2 separate regions of the Anas platyrhynchos genome follow, and region 2 is linked to region 1. The links are chromatin contacts, called in public Hi-C maps. All regions are on one chromosome and are shown on one strand. The core of a region is the stretch at or near the end of the contact, and the rest is flanking DNA. Distances in the headings are between cores, read along the strand shown. Region 1 has its middle 34 kb from the start of MEP1B. Region 2 holds the start of GAREM1 (GRB2 associated regulator of MAPK1 subtype 1).

Region 1 (5,174 bases), core at 515-3,014:
ACACCAATTCAGACTGATCAACCCACCTACACACTAATTTGCTGGAGCACACACAAATCGGTCTCCTTTGTGTTAAAATTCTTCAAAATCATCCCTGGTGCCTTCTTTCTCTATTTTCCTTATTTCTTTTTCAAACTGCATGTTTTAATTTTGTTTTCCCAGTCAAGTTCATTACTTACACCAAGCACACTGTAGCTGGTATCAAAAAGGTTGCAGACAGGTTTTCATTTTCACTTGCTCGTAATTCCTAAACTCCCTCCAATTGGGATGAAATGTTCTGTGCTTGATCTCTGCCTTTGACTTCACCTTCTGTGAAGACAAAATAATGTCAAAGATGTTTAACTTGAATGTCTGGAACTTAAAAGAACAAAACCAAACTTCACTGTTTCCCAAGGTTGCAGTGCTTAATCATACAATACATAAACATTATTGCTCTTCCAGTGAAATACTCATGGGAAAAATGTAGTTGTGTGCTCTTTATCAGATTTGAATCTTATCTCTGAACAATTTGATGGAACATTTTGATTAACATCTTAATGATAGCATTTCTGCTGAGAGGCTACTAATATGTAACTAGAACCAGCCATCTTGTTCTGCTAGAGCTCTGTGTGTGCATTTGTCCTTGATTTTTTTTTTTTTTATTTTAGCACCATCTGGATCCATGTCATCTATGCTGGAATTAAAAAAAAAAAATCTCAAATCCTGTTAGCAACACGTCTCCCTCTTCATCTGTGATTGCTTTTTTTTCATACATCTCATCATGTTGTGAACACCAGAGCTTGGCTGCAGCTTTCACTCATGTAAATGATGTTTGCTCATTCAGAACAGAGAGTGATGAGTTACACAAAATAACGTCAGGACTTCAGCTTAGTTTGTTAAGCAAGCTGTTAGTTTATTAAGCCTGGTAGTTATTACGTTGTTTGGTAAACTTCAGTTTATTAATTGTGGTAAGAGTTTCTGTTGCCACTTGGAAAAGTCAGGCTGCTACTTTTACGCCTTCTTCCCTAGCAAAGATTTGTCTGGGTAAGGCGGAATTAAGGAGAGGAGCAGAAAATGAATGTATCTATTACCTCAGCTGGGTAAAGGGTCATCTCTGCAGGCACTTCTGACAACTGCAGGTTTGCCTTGGCCGAAAGAATAGTGATCATGCTTAAGGTTTGGCATCTGTGATTGCATGGATGTGGAAAAAGAAAAGCCACTGGGAAAAGAAAATATGATTTTTCTTAAGTGAAAAAGAGAGACAGAGAAAGAGAGACAGACATTGAGAAAGAGAGAGAGAGAGAGGATAAAATTAAGATAGCAACCCACCACTGTGGGTCACTGCATGGTAGTTTATGGGCCACTTCTCCCAAGCAGATGCTGTCTTGCACTGTGGAGCACAAACAGTTCCTGCTACTCAGGAGCCTGCTGGTTTGCTCCCCTTTCCATAAGTTCCCACCTCACAGCAATTGACACTATGCACCTCCATTTTAAACCCATTTCCATTAGCTTCTAGCAAAGCACACCTCTCAGGCTTGCAGGCACCACGGCTCAAAGGCTGCACTGGCACAAGCATCACAAAAACATATTTCATCGTTGGAAGCTGCAAGACTGAAGAAAAACTTGGAAGCCTAACACCTTCCAAGGCCTCTGCTGAGGAGAAAGCCAGTGGTGGCACCCTGTGCTGCCAGCTCTGCTGGCCTTGAGAAGCACCCTTTCCTCCGCAGGCTGCTGCAGGGGCAGATATAAATATTTGTCCTCTGTGGGAGGAAAGCCACCATCCCGCTCCTACTCCCCCTTGCCAGACCCTGAGCTGTCCGCCTTTCTTGGCTGTGTCCCTGAGTGGTCACACAGGCAGCCCTGCGTGGGTTGGCATCAGCCCTCCTGTGCTGCCCACAGCCCTGCCCACAACAGGCAGGCAGAGCACCAGCGTGCAGCCGCCTTCCCCCTGAGAATGGAGCCTGAACTTTGGAACAGATTTGAATTTCTGAGAAATACAAATTGCCACAGACGCGTTCATTTTGAATGCAGTCCCAGCAACCTCAAAGGTACTTCTGAACTGAGCTGTGGGGGAAGGAGGAACAGAGGTTTACTTACCTTTTTTTCCCCCAAGGTGATCGGGATGAGCACAAGAATAGCTTTGAATACATGAGCAGGCTGGGATTCAGATGAGCAAGATCCAGACCTTTGTGCTAGCAGAGCTGTATAAATGCCTTCATTTAACTACAGTCCTGCCCTGGTGCCCAGACGTGGTGGTGCCACTTACTTTTCTAAGTGCATGTCAGATCACTCTCAGACTGGCTGTGGATGGGCTTGCACATTTGCTTTTTGTCTTGCTTCCCACAGCATCTCAGTGATCTGGTAGAATAGGGCTGGGCTAAAAATGACATTTTTTTTTTGCTCCATTCCACAGCTATTCTTTGGCTGTAAAATCCTTTCATCTTCCTTAATAGGGTGGCACTGGGACTATTTCAAGGCGTTGAAATAATACCAAACAAAATACCAATAATACCAACAAAATACCAAGGACACGCTGCCAGAGAATAGCCAACAAGTTTAGCATCCAGGTCTGGTCTGGTGACATCTGAGGCTGAGCCCAGCTATATCTTTCCTTCGTTGGGGCAGAAACACCACTGTGGGTGCAGCAAACCCATCCCTACAGCAGCAGTAGCCCAGGTTTTTCCTGGGCAACATCTCCATAGGAAGGGATGGGCACTCTGGTGGCACCAAGGCAGGTTTGTGGTGCAGGAGCCAAAGTGTGCAGCCATCAGTGTGGGGCCTGGCACACAACAGGAGGGCTGTAGAGCTCAAAAGACAGAAAGTTTGCTATCTTTGGAAATGCAAGGCTGAGCATCAGTTTCTTAATCAGCAGTTACAGCTGCTGTCAACTGCCTTCCTGGGGACCCCCTGCTGCCAGTGGAAGTGATTTAGGGAATATTTTGCCCTGCGAAGATCACCTCTTAAAGGGGAACAAAAAGCTCTTCGCCATCCCTCAACTGCAGGGTCAAGGCCTTTTGCGCACTAGTCTCAGAGTGCTGCAAAAATGGAGTAGCCTAGTAAGCGGTAGAGAAATCCTCTCCTTTCTTTACTACCATTTTATTCAGCATATATGCGAATGATTATTTTCTGCTGAATGGCTTGTGGAGTATCCATGAGTGCACCATTTATTTCCCTTATGTCATTAAATGTTGCAACATGTCCTCCCTCCCCACTGTGTTAGGCTTTTGTCACAAGAGCTGCTGCAAGCATTTGAAATATAAGCAGGCACCAATGAAGTCAAAATATGTTTTGCATGTTTTCACCCTACCAATAGTCACTGTGTGCAAAGAGGCCACGAACTCCTGAGGGCCTGGGTAGTCTCAGATGGAGCCACGCATTAGCAGGACTCCTGCTGCCAAAGGTCTTGTCCCAGCTGCAGCAGGGCTGTTTATCTTCAAACCTGAAGCTCTGGTGATGTTTAACAACCCAGCATGCCCTATGCAAACACACAGGAAGCTATTATGGAGAGGGAAACATTGTGGGTCCCAGCAGCTGGGGCCCCGACTCCTCTCTGTGGATGTGCAAAAGAGACACGAGTGGGAGGAGCATCCTAGTCAGGGACTGCAGGATGCAGGCCCAGACCTCTCAGCTGGGAGTGAGGGGCTATCATTATCCACTTGCTGATGATGGCAGGGGCTAAACACGCTGATAAACATGAATCGGGACATTCAAGCTCTGAAAGGAATGGACTTGAATGAGATAAATGTTCTTGCACTTACAAAGTATTTTTGCAATTAATTGTCCAAGTGCCCCTGGGAAAAGGGAAATCAGTTTCCTCAATTTATTGGAAAGACAGCTAAGTCAGGACTATTCGGAGATGTAAGTAAGAGCTCAGAGCAACTCAGATTGAGAAAAGGCAACGCACCAGCGCCTGGTTGTGCATTTGATCCTTGCTGCCCCAGCAAAGCCTTTCAGCCCAGGCATGCCTGCACAAGCAGGGACATGGCCCTGGCTGGCCCTGAAACACTTCTTGCCCCTTGTCACTAAATCCCAATGGCCAGTGGCTCTGTCCCTGTAGATGGGTCAGGGGATGCTAACCCTGGTCCTGCAAACTCCAGACAAGTTTGATGCAACCAGCATGCAGTTATTAAGGCAGCCAACATCGACAAGCTACCACTAGATATTCATCATAAGCATTTTTTACTTAGCGTTTCTAACCAACCTCCTGCAAGGAGGTAGATGGCTATGACTCTGAAAGTGTTGTAAGAACATCATTAGTATTAGGTGAGAGCTGAATGTTGAGATGGATACTGAGAAGTGGCAGAGTTTTTCTGTTTTTCAAGTAACAAAGATCAAAACTTCTGAAGTTTAAAGCATTCACTTAAACCTTGTTAATAAAACATTATTGGTACTTTTTTTTTTAAAAAAAAAAAAAAACAACTTGCAGCCTTTTATTTCATATGTTATTTGAAAACACAGCTTCCATGTAAACATCATGAGGTATAATTTTCAACTCCAGATGAACTTCAGAACAGGAGAAAATTGCAAACAAATTAAATCAGCACCTTTCATTACTGCAGGTGCAGGAGCCTGCCGTGCTCCACCAGGATCTCCAGAACCACAGGTTCAGGCCATTGGAAGTAGACAAAGTATTACAGAGATACATGCTTGAGCCTTAAAGTTCCCAAAGCTGAAAGGCTCTTGTAAGAAATCCTTTGCATTTAGAGTTTAAGTTTTAGTTTGTTTTCCCATCATTTCCCCCCCAGAATACTCCCAATTTTTAAAAAACTTGAAAATCTTGCACTGCTGATTAGTTTCTAAATTGCATTAGCTAATTGTAAGGTTACACCAACACTACCGGAGTATAAGAAGTATTACAGTCGCTCAATTTGGCCTCATACTAAAAAAAGGAAAGAAGGAGAAGCTGGCATTTCTAAGGTAAAGAATGTAAACATATATTTAAAAGAACCACAACTGCTTTCTTAAGTATATGTATTACTACACTATTTTTACATGGCTACCACCCCTCTAGACATCACTGCAATACAGGTAGGTAGTACAGACTTCCTCAGAAATCCTGCTGTCTCAATAAATTGGAGAGAAATGCTTTCTATAAAACTCTGCTTTCTTCAAGTTATTGCTTCAAAATCCTCCCAGAATAATATTTTACCCTCTTTTTTCTTTAAGATCTCATTCCAAATTTTGAAGAGGTATGT
Region 2 (5,529 bases), core at 163-2,662, 110 kb after region 1:
CAGTGACTGGAGGCCATCTTAGCTGCTTCCAGTGACAGGAGGTTTTACCAGGAGGTCCTCCTTGATACGGCAGCTTGGCCGCTATCACCGGACAGCACAAGCTCACCGGCGTGCCAAAACAGCCGGCTGCAGTTGAGATGGCAAAGACGCCTTCCTTTAACCTGCTCCCGAGCACCAGCTCTGAGGAAACACCAGTACTGCACAACCCAGGGACAAAGTCACCAAAGCCCTGGCTGGGATCGCCAGCGGGTGACGGGAGCTGCAGGTAGGCAATAAACCAGCCCAGGGCTCGCTGGCACAGCGGGCAGTGACAGGGGACAATGCCCACACTCTCCTGTCACTTTGCAAACGAAGAGAAAACTTTATCAGGGAACCGACCCACGGCAGCGGGCACCTCCAGGGCCACTCCATCGGGTACCCCATTACCAAACCCGGCCAAAAATCTCGGTTTTGAGTTATCGTCAGCTTTCCCGCACAGACGGGAGGGCCGGAGCGGTTTCGGGGAGCCGCCACGCAGTGATATCGCCAAGCGGCCGTCTGAGTTTTTGGGGAGAGCCCCCTAGCCCCCCGGCCGGGCTGCTTCCTAAGGCAAGCACCCGGGCTGCTGCCTTACGTCCTGGAGCAGCGAGAGAGACACACGCAGACTTGGGAACTGCAGGTGGGCAGCCACAGCACCGCCGACAGAAAGTTCCCGGGGGCTCCTCACGCCGCCCCTGCTGCTTCACAGCCTCCCTCGGTGCGGGATCTGCCGCCCCCCTGCAGCATCCCCCCTGCAGCACGGCGGCTGCCGGGCACCGCTGCCCCCCGCTGCTCCCCCCCGGCCATCTCGGTGCCAGCTCCCGCTCCCGGTGCCCGCTCCCGACCCCGGCGCCCCACACACCGCTGTCCAGCCGGGCGAGCTGCGGCAGGCGGTAGGTGCTGACGAGCAGGTCCAAGGGCACGGCCACCGCGCTCCACTTGACGTCCTTCAGGCTGAAGCCCGGGCAGGGGCCGGGGTCCATCTTCCCACCCGGAGCAGGGCGGGCAGCGCCGGCGGGACGGGAAGGGAAAAAGGAAGGGGGGACGGGGGACGGAGCTCGCCTCGCTCAGCTCCGCTTGATGCGGGACATGCCGGGCTAGGGGAAGGGGGAGGCCGGCCGGGAGGCTGCCGCTGCTCCCGCCGCCCCTCGGCACCGGCTGGGGCCGCCCGCTGCCGCCGCCGCCGCCGCGCCTGGCCCAGGAAGCGCCATCCCGGCACTGACTAATCAACAGGGTGCGAGCAACGCCTGCGCAGCTGCCGCTCCTCCCCGCTCCGAAAAGGAAAGGAAAGGAAGGGAAAGGAAAGGAAAAAGTGCCGGCCCGGCCGCACGGCGGGGAGCGCGGATCGCCGCCGCCGAGCTGAGCCCAGCCGAGCCCAGGCCAGCCCTCTCGCTCCACCCTCCGGGCGCTCCCCCGAGGCGCAGCCCCGGGAGTGCGTGTGGGGGGGGGTTTGGGGTGTGGGGGAGTGTTTTCGGGCGATCCCAGCGCAGGTTGTGGCCTCCTTGGGGCTGGTGGAAAGCCCCCTGCACGCTCGGGGCTAGCAGATGAAGCGCGTTTCAGGGCTCTCGTTTAAGGAGCGCTGCCCCTCGTCGCCTGGCTGCTCGGGAAATTTAGGAAATTGACCTGTGAGATCCACCCTACCCTCAGAAAAACCCAACCACAAGCCAACCTTGATTGCTATGTTTAGTTTTCACCCATGAACCAAACGGATATTGCAGGTATGAAGAGCAGTGGAAGGAGCATCTTTGGTTTCTCTGTTCCGCTATTACTGCACGTGCAACTATTAAACATATTCCCTATTTGATGCTCTTCAGGCCATAGGGAAACCGAAAACCAGCTGCTGGTTCTCCTTGCAAGGTGGCTTACGTGAGGAGGTCTCACAAAGCGCTCTCTGTCACCGTTTTTTATCGCCATGCAGGATCCCCAACAGAAACCGAGGGTACTTAAACAGGAGCGAGTAACTCACAGGTGGCTGCCCTGTGCTGTGTTCAAGTTTACTTTGTTCACTTTTGTGTCAAAGCTATTTCACGGCAGTAAAACACTGTATTTAAGGCTATCCATACGTATACATTCAATGGCTCTAGGTGAGGCTGTACCGCTGACTAGAAACGGCGCCTCCCAGTGATTTGCAGGACGACAGCAGGCATCCCCAGCTGAGGTCCCTCTGTGGGATCCATCTCCCGTGGCACCTCTCTCCAGGATGGCTCGGTGAGCTCGTGAGGAGCCGTGGCAAGCAGCCGTCCAGCCGCCCGTGCCTCCTCATGCCCCTTAGTAAGGGGCTGACCGCTGCTGCCTACTTTGTGGCGCCGGGTGCCAGCACGAGGAGGGCCGAGACAGATCCGCTCTTGTTCTGGTCTGCTGCAAACAGGCCTCAAATGGACTGTGGAAGCCAAAGAGGATGACACAAGCCCAAGTTAGCTTGCTTTAAATGGGTCTGGGTTGCTTTGAACTGCATACTGATGTGGGCCCGTACTTCAGCTATGCAGTCTGGCTCTGGGATTTCCCAGCCCTATGAAAAACCTTCATTCTCTGAACTCAGTCATGGTGCTGTTAGATCCTACTTACCAGAACTGCTAGCTTTAAAAGACAATGTGGATGATTTTTTTTTTTTTTTTTTCAAAGTCGATTCCTCTTTATGAAGTTTGCAGAATGCTTTGAACTACTTCAGTGAACTGAGCTATTGAAGTGCAAAGTGATATAATAGCTAAAAGCACTGCTGTTGAAACATGGAAAGCCAAAGAATGGTTTTGACTTGTTCAGGTTTGATGAGGTTACTGGACGCAGTGTGCAAGGTAAAGCAGATCAGGTCAGACTGGGATTCACCAGGACCTGGAGCACTAGTCTGTCGAGATGTGTTTCTAAACGCAATCCTAGCCAGCATTAATTCCAGGATAGATATGGCCTCGCGGCGTATGCTGCTCCCAGGCATCATGCAGTTCTGCTATCTGGGAAGAAACATGTCTTTCACACCTGAAACAGTTACTGCTGATTTTTCATTAAAAAATCGTTCCTTCTTCTTCGGTGTAGTCACACGTCTTTTAAGCCTGTCTTCAAATATAACCCTGTTTGTGTTTTCCCTCACCAGTGGAAGTATAGCCTCCTCTAACCCATTCCATTGGAGCAAGACACATTTTTTTAAGTGCAATTTCTAGATCCTATCTAAATTTCATTTAGTTATTTCCAGGCAAAGAGACATCACAAAGCCTATTATTATTTAAATGTCTCACTTGAGCTCTTAAATTGACTTTGTAATGTGTCCTATCTGTACTATAGCTGAACCTTTTTGAAAGATATTATTGCACACACAGTATTCAAATCACAAGAACATGCGAATCGCAGACTATTTCGTACTTTAACTGTACCTTATGTATAATTAACACTTTAGATATAATCATTTCTCTGATGTTTAGCGATGCCTCAGTCCTTTAGTATGATCTCTTACTAAAGTCTCCTCCTGCGCAAAATACTAATGAAGCCATCAGACCTCTAGAGAAATTAAAGTTAGCAAATCTGCTTCAGGATCAGGACCTCAGTTATGCAATATCATAATTTTTCTGCATGGGTGTTTCAGGTGGCATTCATTTTTTTTTTAATGTCTACAGGAAATTGTAGCCATAAAAGCATAAGCATAGGCAGGGGGACTCAGAATAATTCCTAAAACTAGTCTTAAATGCATTTTGAATTGATTGGGTCTCATGTTGATTTATCAACACATTTACGCAGCAGGCTGCAAAATCCCCAGTATATTTATTCCATTGCTAATAAAATGATTTTTAAAGCATTTCAGATCATCATCAATTCATATCTATGCTAACATTTGAACTGGATGTGTATGTAAAAAAAAACACACTAATTTTAGTATGAATCTGCTAGTTTGCTTTACACTGTAGAATGCATACACCAAATAAAATTCTGAGCCTTATACAGTATGCCTCATCTGAAGCCATTCTAGTCAGCATTTCTTTAAACTCCCCCATGAATTGGCATTCCTTCTTCCCACATGTGACTTGCCTTTATATGAATGGTCTAATTTTCAGAATAAATATTTACAAGTCCAGTGGAAAACGACAGGAGATGCAGTGATCATTTCAGAATCAGATGCTAAATACCTACCTTTCTTTCAGGTGAGGGGGGAAGTTGAAATAATATATTTGGTACAGGTGACACCTGTGCATCTCACATTTTCAAAGAGAATGCAGTTCCTGCCTCAGTGGTATAATCCAAACAATCTTTGCTTGTGCGGGGTATTGTAAGGAGATCTGAGCATCCTGGAAACATTTTTTGTTGCCTGGGAACCTAACTATCTGCACCTCCCTAAGGTGGGCCACCGACTGGATAGTACCTAAGCCACAAGTAATAGAAAACGCTATAAGAAAGCATAACGTATAGAAGGAATTCCTATTATACAGAAAAGCAAACAAATAAAACCCTACAGATCAATCTGATCCCCTTCTATGTATTTGTTTGCACTGTTAGGAAAAGGAGGAGGAATTAAATAGAGACCTAAACATGGAGAACCAGTAGCAAAATTTGTGTGAGTTCAGGACAGCGTAAGAGTTTTTTCAAAGGTGCACTGCTGAAGGCAACACTGCAGAATTTGGTAAACACACAGGAAGGTGAGGAAGTGAAATAACAGACTAGCTTGGCTGAATCATATGATCTTCAGTGACATGAAAGAAGTAAGAAGTAGGTCAAATTACATATAGAACATGTACGGACAACACAGAAAGATAAAGTCCCAAAATGTTAAACCATTGGAATTAAAAGATAGCAAGGAAGCTGGAAAATGGCAAAGTGAGAAGACTAAGGAAAAAACTGTTCTGTTATTCCACAGAAGGAGAAATCTATTTAATCATCATCACCCAATCACTGATGATGCTGAGACACCGGTATTCCTAATGTTATTTTTTAACCTTGGTCTTCAATTCAAGAAAGCAGATGTGATTTCACTGCTAGCACCATTGGCAAAGGACTAAAAGCTTAGGCAAGGAAAATGAAGAAACTACCTGCAAAATACTTAGATAAGTTAAAGCTTTTTGGATAGACTGGACCTGATGAAATTCCCTTATGTTTCAAGCAGTGTTAGAGCTGCAGCTTGTTTTATCTCTGAGAATAAAGAATGAGGGAGGTTCCAGAAACAAACAAAAAAAACACTGATTTGGACAGGCAATCCAACCATTTTTAAGCATATTGAAAGTAAAGACATAAAATATTAAGATAGATACATAGATATAAAGATATAAAGATATAAAGATATAAAGATATAAAGATATAAAGATATAAGTAGCAGCATGGGTTTGTCAGTAACAAGCAAGAGCAGATCAATCTAGCCCACTTCTTCCAGATGGTAACAGGCTTCATGGTCATGGATAGGCTGGAAAAAGTGAGCATCATAGGGTTTCATATAAGTTGCTCTTAAATGAATGGGAAAAAAAATGGTTTAGAGAAATACATCATTTGAGTGCAAAATGATTGGGAAATAATTGGTACTCCCAAGCTGAAAGGATGTAT

What was found. A called contact is a pair of places that touch in the nucleus more often than the background predicts.
Region 2: a contact with region 1 is called in a Hi-C map of small yellow follicle, with 3 times the contacts expected there. The contact joins the promoter of GAREM1 here to the enhancer-like site in region 1. A contact is called at or near these places in 5 of 8 Hi-C or Micro-C datasets (liver, skeletal muscle, small yellow follicle and 1 more).

Annotation. Positions count from the first base shown.
Region 1 is chr2:44,717,322-44,722,495 of IASCAAS_PekinDuck_T2T, forward strand. No RefSeq gene overlaps it. Among named protein-coding and RNA genes, the nearest start is that of MEP1B, 34 kb to the left of the region's middle. Within about 2 kb of position 1,765, at least 3 of the 8 cell types and tissues checked have an H3K27ac peak or open chromatin away from gene starts, as enhancers often do. A contact at or near this core is called in small yellow follicle, where this site is marked.
Region 2 is chr2:44,830,816-44,836,344 of IASCAAS_PekinDuck_T2T, forward strand. It overlaps GAREM1 (GRB2 associated regulator of MAPK1 subtype 1), which reads right to left and starts at 1,413. Exons shown (of 6, transcript XM_027452172.3): 1 at 881-1,413. The coding sequence starts at 1,001.